Regions from separate parts of the Ovis aries genome. Here region 1 is linked to region 2. A link is a contact called in public Hi-C data. All regions are on one chromosome and are shown on one strand. The core of a region is the stretch at or near the end of the contact, and the rest is flanking DNA. Distances in the headings are between cores, read along the strand shown.

The links. Hi-C and Micro-C count contacts between places; a contact is called where the count stands out from the background.
Region 1: a Hi-C map of mixed tissues shows a contact between it and region 2, with 2.6 times the contacts expected there. The contact joins the enhancer-like site here to the promoter of PLG in region 2. A contact is called at or near these places in 8 of 16 Hi-C or Micro-C datasets (hypothalamus, liver, mixed tissues and 4 more).

What each region holds. Positions count from the first base shown.
Region 1 is chr8:84,486,822-84,490,821 of ARS-UI_Ramb_v3.0, forward strand. MAP3K4 (mitogen-activated protein kinase kinase kinase 4) reads left to right here. Exons shown (of 26, transcript XM_060419877.1): 7 at 3,136-3,252. Among named protein-coding and RNA genes, the nearest start is that of TRNAG-GCC, 95 kb to the right of the region's middle. Within about 2 kb of position 2,395, at least 3 of the 54 cell types and tissues checked have an H3K27ac peak or open chromatin away from gene starts, as enhancers often do.
Region 2 is chr8:84,362,744-84,366,944 of ARS-UI_Ramb_v3.0, forward strand. PLG (plasminogen) reads right to left here and starts at 1,475. Exons shown (of 19, transcript XM_012183211.4): 1 at 1,365-1,475. The coding sequence starts at 1,413.

The sequences.
Region 1 (4,000 bases), core at 1,145-3,644, 120 kb after region 2:
TGTTTTGGGAATGTTATGCCAATCACAGTTCTGTATAAACTGGGTGTTTATATATGGTGAAGGAACCGAACTGTAAACAAAGGACAAGCATGAAGCAGCGGGGAGTGCTCACTGGTCTGTCTGTCTAGGACACAAATGTGTCTTCTCAAGTGCAGGCACCTGAGTGTGGAGAGCGAGGTGTGAGGTATGTGGTCTTGGCTGGGGGCTGCTTCCCTGCTGAGGGACTGGGGACCAGGCCTCCTCCTGGCTCTGACCCCGTGGCCGCCCCGTGGTGCCGCCTTCTCTCACCTGCCGCGTCGGCAGTTTAGTCTGTTACCTTTTTAGGAGCTCTTTTATCCCCAGCGCTCGTTTCCTCCCCCGCCCCCACCCGGCTTTGTGTGCACCCTCCAGGACTTCAGCTGTTGCAGAGTTCTCTTCTCCCTGCAGAGAGTCACTGTCCTCACCCCGCAGGTCTCTGTGTATCTCAGAATGTTGTGTTGACTCTTCCGCCCTGACCACCTGGTCTTTACGCTTTCCTCCGTCTCTGAGTGAACAGTGAACTTGCTCTTGCTCAGCTGGCCTCAGGCCAGGGTTCCCAGTATGTCCTGGTTTCCTGTTCGGGTTGGTTTCCACAGCCAGCCTTACGGAAATGCATATTCACGGCCATTTTCGACGCCTCCTGCCCCTCTTAATTTCCGTTGTTCTGTTTCATCTGTAATTTCTTCTGTTTGCATCTTCTGTTCTCAGTCAAGCTTTGCTGAAAAAAAAAGATGTTTGAAAAGGTTACTGTTTCATTTCACTACCAATTCTTGTTATTTAATTTCTTTGTAGGGTCATTATGTACCTGTCAGTGTTCCCTTTTATCTTTGTCTTGTCCTTTGGATTCCTTTTCAGCGCAGTCTGTGGCCTTCAGCTTCACGTCCCGTGTTCTGAGAAGCTCCGGAGCCTCGTCACTGCCTGTGCTGAGGGGCTGCCCACCTGCACGGTTTTAGTTCTGGGTGTTTGTTGTGTTGCGGCAGTGCTCCTTCGAGCCGTCTTGACGTTAACCCTGACCCCATTCTTTCTCTCACACACCATCTCTAGTTCCCCATGGCTATCCCTCTGGGGTATAACCAGCATCTGACCTCCGCTCAGCACTGCCCATTTCCCCGCTTCCCAGCCTGTTATTTCTCCCTTGTATTGCTGTAGCAGCTCCCTCAGGAGTCTGCTTTTGCCCTGCATCCTCTAAGATTTATTCTCAGTGATCCTGTTAAACTGGACATCAGACAATTTTTTGTTACTGTTGTTCAGTTGCCCAGTCGTGTCTGACTCTTTGTGACCCTACGGACTGCAGCACGCCAGGCTTCCCTGTCCTTCACCATCTCCCGGAGTTTGCTCAAACTCACATCCATCGAGTTGGTGATGCCATCCAACCATCTCATCCTATGTCGTCCCCTTCTCCTCCTGCCTTCTCTCTTTCCAGGCATCAGGGTCTTTTCCAATGAGTATGCCCTTCACATCAGGTGGTCAGAGTATTGGAGCTTCAGCTTCAACATCAGTCCTTCCAGTGAATATTCAGAATTGATTTCCTTTAGGATGGACTGATTTGATCTCCTTGCAGACCATTTTTACCTCTGTTCAAAAATACGCCAGTGGTTCTCCGTGCTTGAGTAAGAGCACCTAATCAGTGGCCCGTGAGACCAGGCACAGTCTGACTTTTCACGAGCTCCGTATCCTCCTTTCCTGGGCTCTCCTGCGCGTCCTCTGCGGCCGCAGTGCCTTCCTGCCTTTTCTTCGTAGGCCCGGCCTGCGCCTGCCTCAGGCTCTTTGCGCTTGCCCATCCCTGTGCTCGGGCTGTTTCCTACGACTTACTTCCCCGCTTCCTGCAGGTCTTTGGCCAGATGTTATCTTCTCCACGTTTAAAGTTGAAACTCCTGCAAGAGCACCTCAGTGTTCTTCCTTAATTTTTCCTCTCCAGAGCACTTGTCAATAGTTGAAGTACTCTGTAGTCTTCTTTTTTGTTTGATTTGTTGCTTCTTTTTCCCCTCCATGTACTGAAGAAGTTTTATCTCTTCTGTTTGCTGCTCATTACTCCATAACAGATACTGATTAGTTGCTGAATAACTTATCCTGAATGTCCTTGTACACTACTGCCCTTTACAGGCACGTTTTTAGTCAGGCCGTTCTCCCACTTGGTCCCTGTTACAGCCCACCCTCTCTGCCTACCAGAGCACGATCACACAGTCGCTGGACGTCCGAGGCCTCCCCTGGCACGGCTGGGTTACCGTCCTGGTCTCACTCCCCTCTGCTCTGCTCTTTCCAGCTTGGCAGCTTCTCTTCACGGACCCGCCTCCTGCTTAACACACCCTCGTGCGCTTCGATCATCCTTCCTGTTCTTCCTCGACTTGCCCTCCCCCTCCTCCTGGTCCGTGCTCCTCCTGACAGAACCCCGCTGCCCTCTGCTGTTCTAGTTCCTACCTGCAGGGCCTGTTGAGCCCGCGCCCTCAGAGAGCTGCCCTGGTAGTTACCTTCTGCCCCATCTGATGCTGGCTGTGGGCTTACTGCTCTGTTTCACTAGGCTCCAAGCTCCTCTCATCATAGAAGTCAGTAGGCTGCTGCTGAATTTTCGCTGGACTCATTTAGATTTGCTTTATACATTTGGGTTTGCATTTTTAACCCTAGTATTTAGAGTGTATACTTGATGAGAAGCATCAGTGATTATAGTAGTTCATGTTCATTGACTATGAAAATTGTGATGGAAGTTTTTAAAAGCAACTGCATTTAAGGAATTCACTTTGTTTCTTATGCTATCATTTAGTTTATTGAGCCTTTAAAAATATTTTGTCATAGATACATATTTGAGCCCACTTTATACCATTTTGAACATTTAAGATGAAAGTAGCCTGTGGTAATGACATAGCTACTGTGAATGTAATTTAAGATTTTAAGGTTTATAATGGAAAACTGGTAGTAGAACAAAGGTAGATACATTCCACGATCGCGATTTCTGCTTTTTTTCATGTTAATCGTGATTTTATGTTAAAGGAGAAGTGTCACTGTCATTGATTTTGAACTGTCGACATACCAGCTCAATCTTTCAGTTTCTCATTCCAGAGTTAGACTGAGGGGGGACGGTTTTTCTTCTCTGGTTTACGTCTGTTGCTTCTGTTCCCTTAGTGACATTGCAGGAATGCTGCTGAAATCGACAGGAAGCTTTCTAGAAGCTGGCTTACAGGAGAGCTGTACAGAATTCTGGAACAGTGCCGACGACAGCAGTGCTTCAGATGAAATAAGGTTGGGGCTGATTTCCTTTCCTCTCCCATTTCTGATCTTATGTAGTTTTACCCTTGGCAGTGAGCCTATAATATGCCCCTTGTTGAGGCCAAATCATGTTGGACTCGAAGAATGTGGGTTGTAGATCTAAAGGGATTTGTGTGTGACTGCTGTATCATCTTTTCGTGTGATCTCTTAGTTATGGTTTTATGTGAAATTGTCCTTGGAGGTGACTGTTATTTAAGCTAATCCTTAGAGACGATGTAGTTTCAGTTGACTAAGAACTGCTAGGGTAGAATTCATTCGCATGTTCCGGACTGTCTTTAGTTAACTAGTTTCTGTCCTTTAAAGCCTCTGCAGTAGTCCATGAATACATTAACTGACGTTTGGTGCATTTTTGTTGTTTTCACACTCACCTTACCCCTTCTGTTGAACTTTAAGCTTGAGTAGGAGAAACCGTGACTGGTTCATCTGTGTTTCCTTCAGTTGTGTGCACACAGTATTGAGGGTGAGCCATGTTAAAGTGCTGTTTTTGTGGCTTATGTGCCACTCAGAGCTATTTTGTGGCCAGTTATCAACAGTACCCTGTGAGTCAACATTAGGAAGTGCTAAGGCGGAACTAACTTCTCTAGAGGTGTTTTCTCTCACCTTCCAGCATTTGATAGAAAACACATTTTGGGGTTTCATAACACCGGAATCTCTTTATACCAGGATTAAAGAAAGAAGTCACTACATAGGCTCTCACCTGGGAAAATGCTGAATTATTGAG
Region 2 (4,201 bases), core at 225-2,724:
ATTAAAGGATAATAAAAACGGAAAGTTTCTTGTTTTGATTTCATTTATACTGGCCTGCTCTACTTTCAAAGAACTCTTGAAAAGATCTAATTTCAGTCTTTATGGGATATATTTTATAGAGCTCTTGTGTTTGCTTTTTTAAAATATATTTATTTTTCATTGAAGGATAATTGCTTTACAATATTGTATTGGTTTCTGCCATATATCAACAAGAATCATCCCTTATGTTTATTTTTAAAGTTTCAGTTTAGTTCAGTCACTCAGCGATGTCCAACTCTTTGTGACCCCACGGACAGCAGCATGCCAGGCTTCCCTGTCCATCACCAACTCCTAGAGCTTGCTCAGACTCATGTCCACAGAGTCGGTGATGCCATCCATTTTAAAGACTGGGGTTAATAAAAATGTTCTAAAAGTACCGTGATAGTTGCACAACTCTAAATGCTGAGACCCATTAGATCACATGCTTCAAATGTGTGAATTATATAGTATGTGAATCATATCTCAATAAAACTGTCAAAAAAAAAAAAGAGCCTCAAAGACATGCTTAGAATATTTTAAAGAAGATTTTAAACAAAGTTGAAAAAGTGAGACCCATCGAATTCCTTCTCAGAAAACCCTGACTGAAGTCCTGGTTTCTTTACTTCCTGGCTTTGGGAGTTTGGTCAATAGGCAAATGATGTGATTTTCCTAACTACAGCTTTCCTCATTTATAAAGCGTGGATAAGTCCACTACAATACCCATTGTATCAGCTAAATAAACTGTTGATGCTAAAGGACACACGTGGGTATGGATGGATAAAAAAGTACCACTCTACCTCGGGCACTCAATAGAGATTTGTTGAATTACTGTATGTACATCTCCTGACTAAGCAATGCCTGTGGTTTCTCCAGCATAAGAAGCAAGCTGAGCTGTAGGGAATAAGTCGACACAACCACACTGGTCAAAGACTGTGGTCAGAGACATTTCGTTGTTCACATTTGTAAGTCAGGAGTATATAAAAACCTTAACAAAAATGGTCTAGCTTAACCAAACTGAGAACCAGGCAAAGAGACAAACAACTTTTGGAGTTGTTAGCACTCTGGGCTATTTTTTTCAACTAAAATAACTATCACTTGGGCTCCGTCTTTTATATTGAAAGCGTCATTCATTATTTTCTCTGTCCACTTGTCTCCAGTATTCACATAAGGGAAACGAACCTTATTTCTTGAAGAATTCCACCATCGTAGATGTTGAACTGGGAATCTGATGAATCAAAAGCTAAATTCGGCAAGTTGCCCATAAAACTATGATGGCTTTATTTTTAACATATTGCTAGGAAAAAAAAATATTGATTCAAATGAAAAACAAAATCTATAAGTCTTACCTGATTTCAGAAACAAGAGAAGTAGGAACACCACCTCCTTATGTTCCATTTTGGGACTGGCCAGCAGCGTCCCAAAAACAGTGTGTCCCAGTCCCAAGATGTTATTGACTTACAGGAGAGGAAACACACCCACAGACAAGATAATCACACGGAGTTAATCATTCTCCCGGAGGCCCACTGCCTCTGTGCTCTGAGGGTTCAAACATTATCTGGACAGGAGGATCTTACAAAATGTTGACAGCGGAGTCTACAATAGATGCTGGGAAGTGGTGGAGACTGCCCGCCCCCACCCCGGCTGCCCCAGGCTGCTCTGCCTTCCTGCGCAACGCACCCCCCAGCCCATCTTTTCCACTTACTCTTCTCTCCTTCCCTCTTCCTTCTTTCGATTTATTTTGGGTAAAACAAAAAATACAACAATAGCTACCATGTGCTGAGAACTTTTCTGTGCCAGACCTCCTGCACAGTTTCATTCAAACTTCAAAGCAGCAGTGCTGGGCTTTCCCTGGTGGCTCACTGGTTGGGAGTCTACCTGTTCCTGAGTCCAAGCTCACTCTGCCAGCCGCATGACAGGCCAGTGAATCTGAGAGATGAGGGGCTGAAGCAAGGAAAGACTTTAATCGGGGGGCCTGGCTGACTGAGAAGATGGCAAGCTAGCGCCTCAAAATAGACGTCTTGTCAGGGCCTGGTTGCCAGATCCATAAAAGATGGATCCATAAATGATGAGTCACCTCCAGAGAGGTGAGGAAGCAAAGCAGAAAGTCTGTTCAGCCCTTGCAAATGTCCCCTAGGATGTCAAGCCTCAAGCAGGAGAATGTGTTCGTTTTACTTCCTTTGATTCAGTTCAGTTACTCAGTCGTGTCTGGCTCTTTGTGACCCCATGGACTGCAGCACACCAGGCTTCCCTGTCCATCACCAGCTCCTGGAGCTTGCTCAAACTCCTGTCCATCGAGTCCTTGATGCCATCCAACCATCTCATCCTCTCATCCGTTTCCTCTGTCTCTCAATTCCTTACAGTCCTTTGCAGATGGGTGGCTCAGGTTATCTCCCTGACGCAGGCCATTATGTATGGTTACAATAACAAAAAAGGGTTAAAGGCACGGAAGCAGATCCAATGTAAATTTGAAATTAACCCTTCCTGGTTACACAGCTGCCAGTGCTGGAGACGGGGGTTTGATCCCTGTCCGGGAAGATCCCACATGCCCGTGGGACTAAGAGCAACTGAGCCCATGTGCCACTGCTGAGCCTGTGCTCCAGAGCCCGGCAGCGGCAACGCCTGAAGCCACGTGCCCTGGAGCTGGTGCTGCACACGAGAAGCCACGGCAATGAGGCCCATGCGCTGCCCCTGGAGAGCAGAGCCCGCTAGCTGCAACTAGAGAGAAACCTGCACAGCAGCAGAGACCCGGCACAGCCAACAATAAACAAAAAAATCATAATACAAACACAAGCAATATTACTATCATCCCCACTTAAGGCGACAGGCTGAGCAAGTTTAACTTTCCAAGGTCACTTGGCTCACAAGGGATGAAGCCAACACCATTGAAAGGCATAAATGTCCACTTCCTACTTTTTTTCTGCTACGGATGGTGGTGGTATGCTTTTTGCCCCCTTTCAACTCTTGTTAGCTGCAAGAATACATGTGGTTCTACAATCGTTATTATCTGAACAAGGTTGCCCTCCGTGTCCTTCTGACTACGGATTCTTCATCACCTTCACAGTACAGCAGCTCCATAAGAACACGGGCAAACATGAAGCGGAGTGTGGCTACTGGCCTCATTCCCTGCAGTGGAAAAGAAGAGGAAAGAGGCATGAGCTGCTTAGGTGTAGATGGTGTGGCTGGAGGGAGGCTCCCCTTACGGCTCGGCCCCACGGGGCTCAGCTTCACAGGCACAGGGCAGGCACAAAGAGAAGGACTCCCCTAGATTGTGCGTAGAAATCCCACTCCGACTCTCTGGAAGGAATGCTGGACCGTGCAAGACCATAAAGACAATTAACTCTCTATCAGTCATTTTCTATTTGAAAGAATGGCAGAAGCTGAGGGAAGAGATAAAGAAACAGATCATCTCAGTACAGTGTAGCAGGCCAAATAAATTCTGAGATGTCTATTATCGTGGAGTTCAATTCATTAAGTATGTACTGACCACACAGTAGGAGTTAGATTCTTCTGTACTAAGTCGCTTCAGTTGTGTCTGACTCTTTGAGACCCTGTGGACCCTTCAGGCTCCTCTGTCCATGCGATTCTCCAGGCAAGAATACCGGAGAGGGTTGCCATGCCCTCCTCCGGGGGATCTTCCCGACCCTGGGATTGAACCCATGTCTCTTGTGTCTCCTGCAATGGCAGGCAGGTTCTTTACCACTAGCGCCGCCTGGGAAGACCTAGGTTCTTCTAGGATTGTGTAAAAGGTCTCTATCTCTCTACAAATCACAGTCTCTACCCTCCCCAGTCTACACCTAAAGGAACTCCAGGAAACTTTTGTACCCAAGATGTGTGAAGACCACTGCTACACTTGTGTGCTTGTAGGGGTGGGGGTGGGGGCACTAAGGATACCAAATAAGAGACAGGCTCTGCCCAGCATGGGGCCCGCAAGCAAGATCCACTCAGGTTCTCATAGGAAGAGAAGAATTAGCTACTTCCTCCCCTTCCGGCATTAAAGTGACTAATTCCTCTAATTCCTCGAAAGTACCTTGAACACAAGGAAAGAGCAAGTTCACAAGGGGAGTGGGCTAGAAGCCCCTTTGTTTTCACCCGCATCCACCTCCTTGGGGCGGAAGTTGTGGCCAGGTGACATCTGCCCAGGGGAGATGGCACAGACCTCACGCTGCTGGCTTGATGTGGGCAC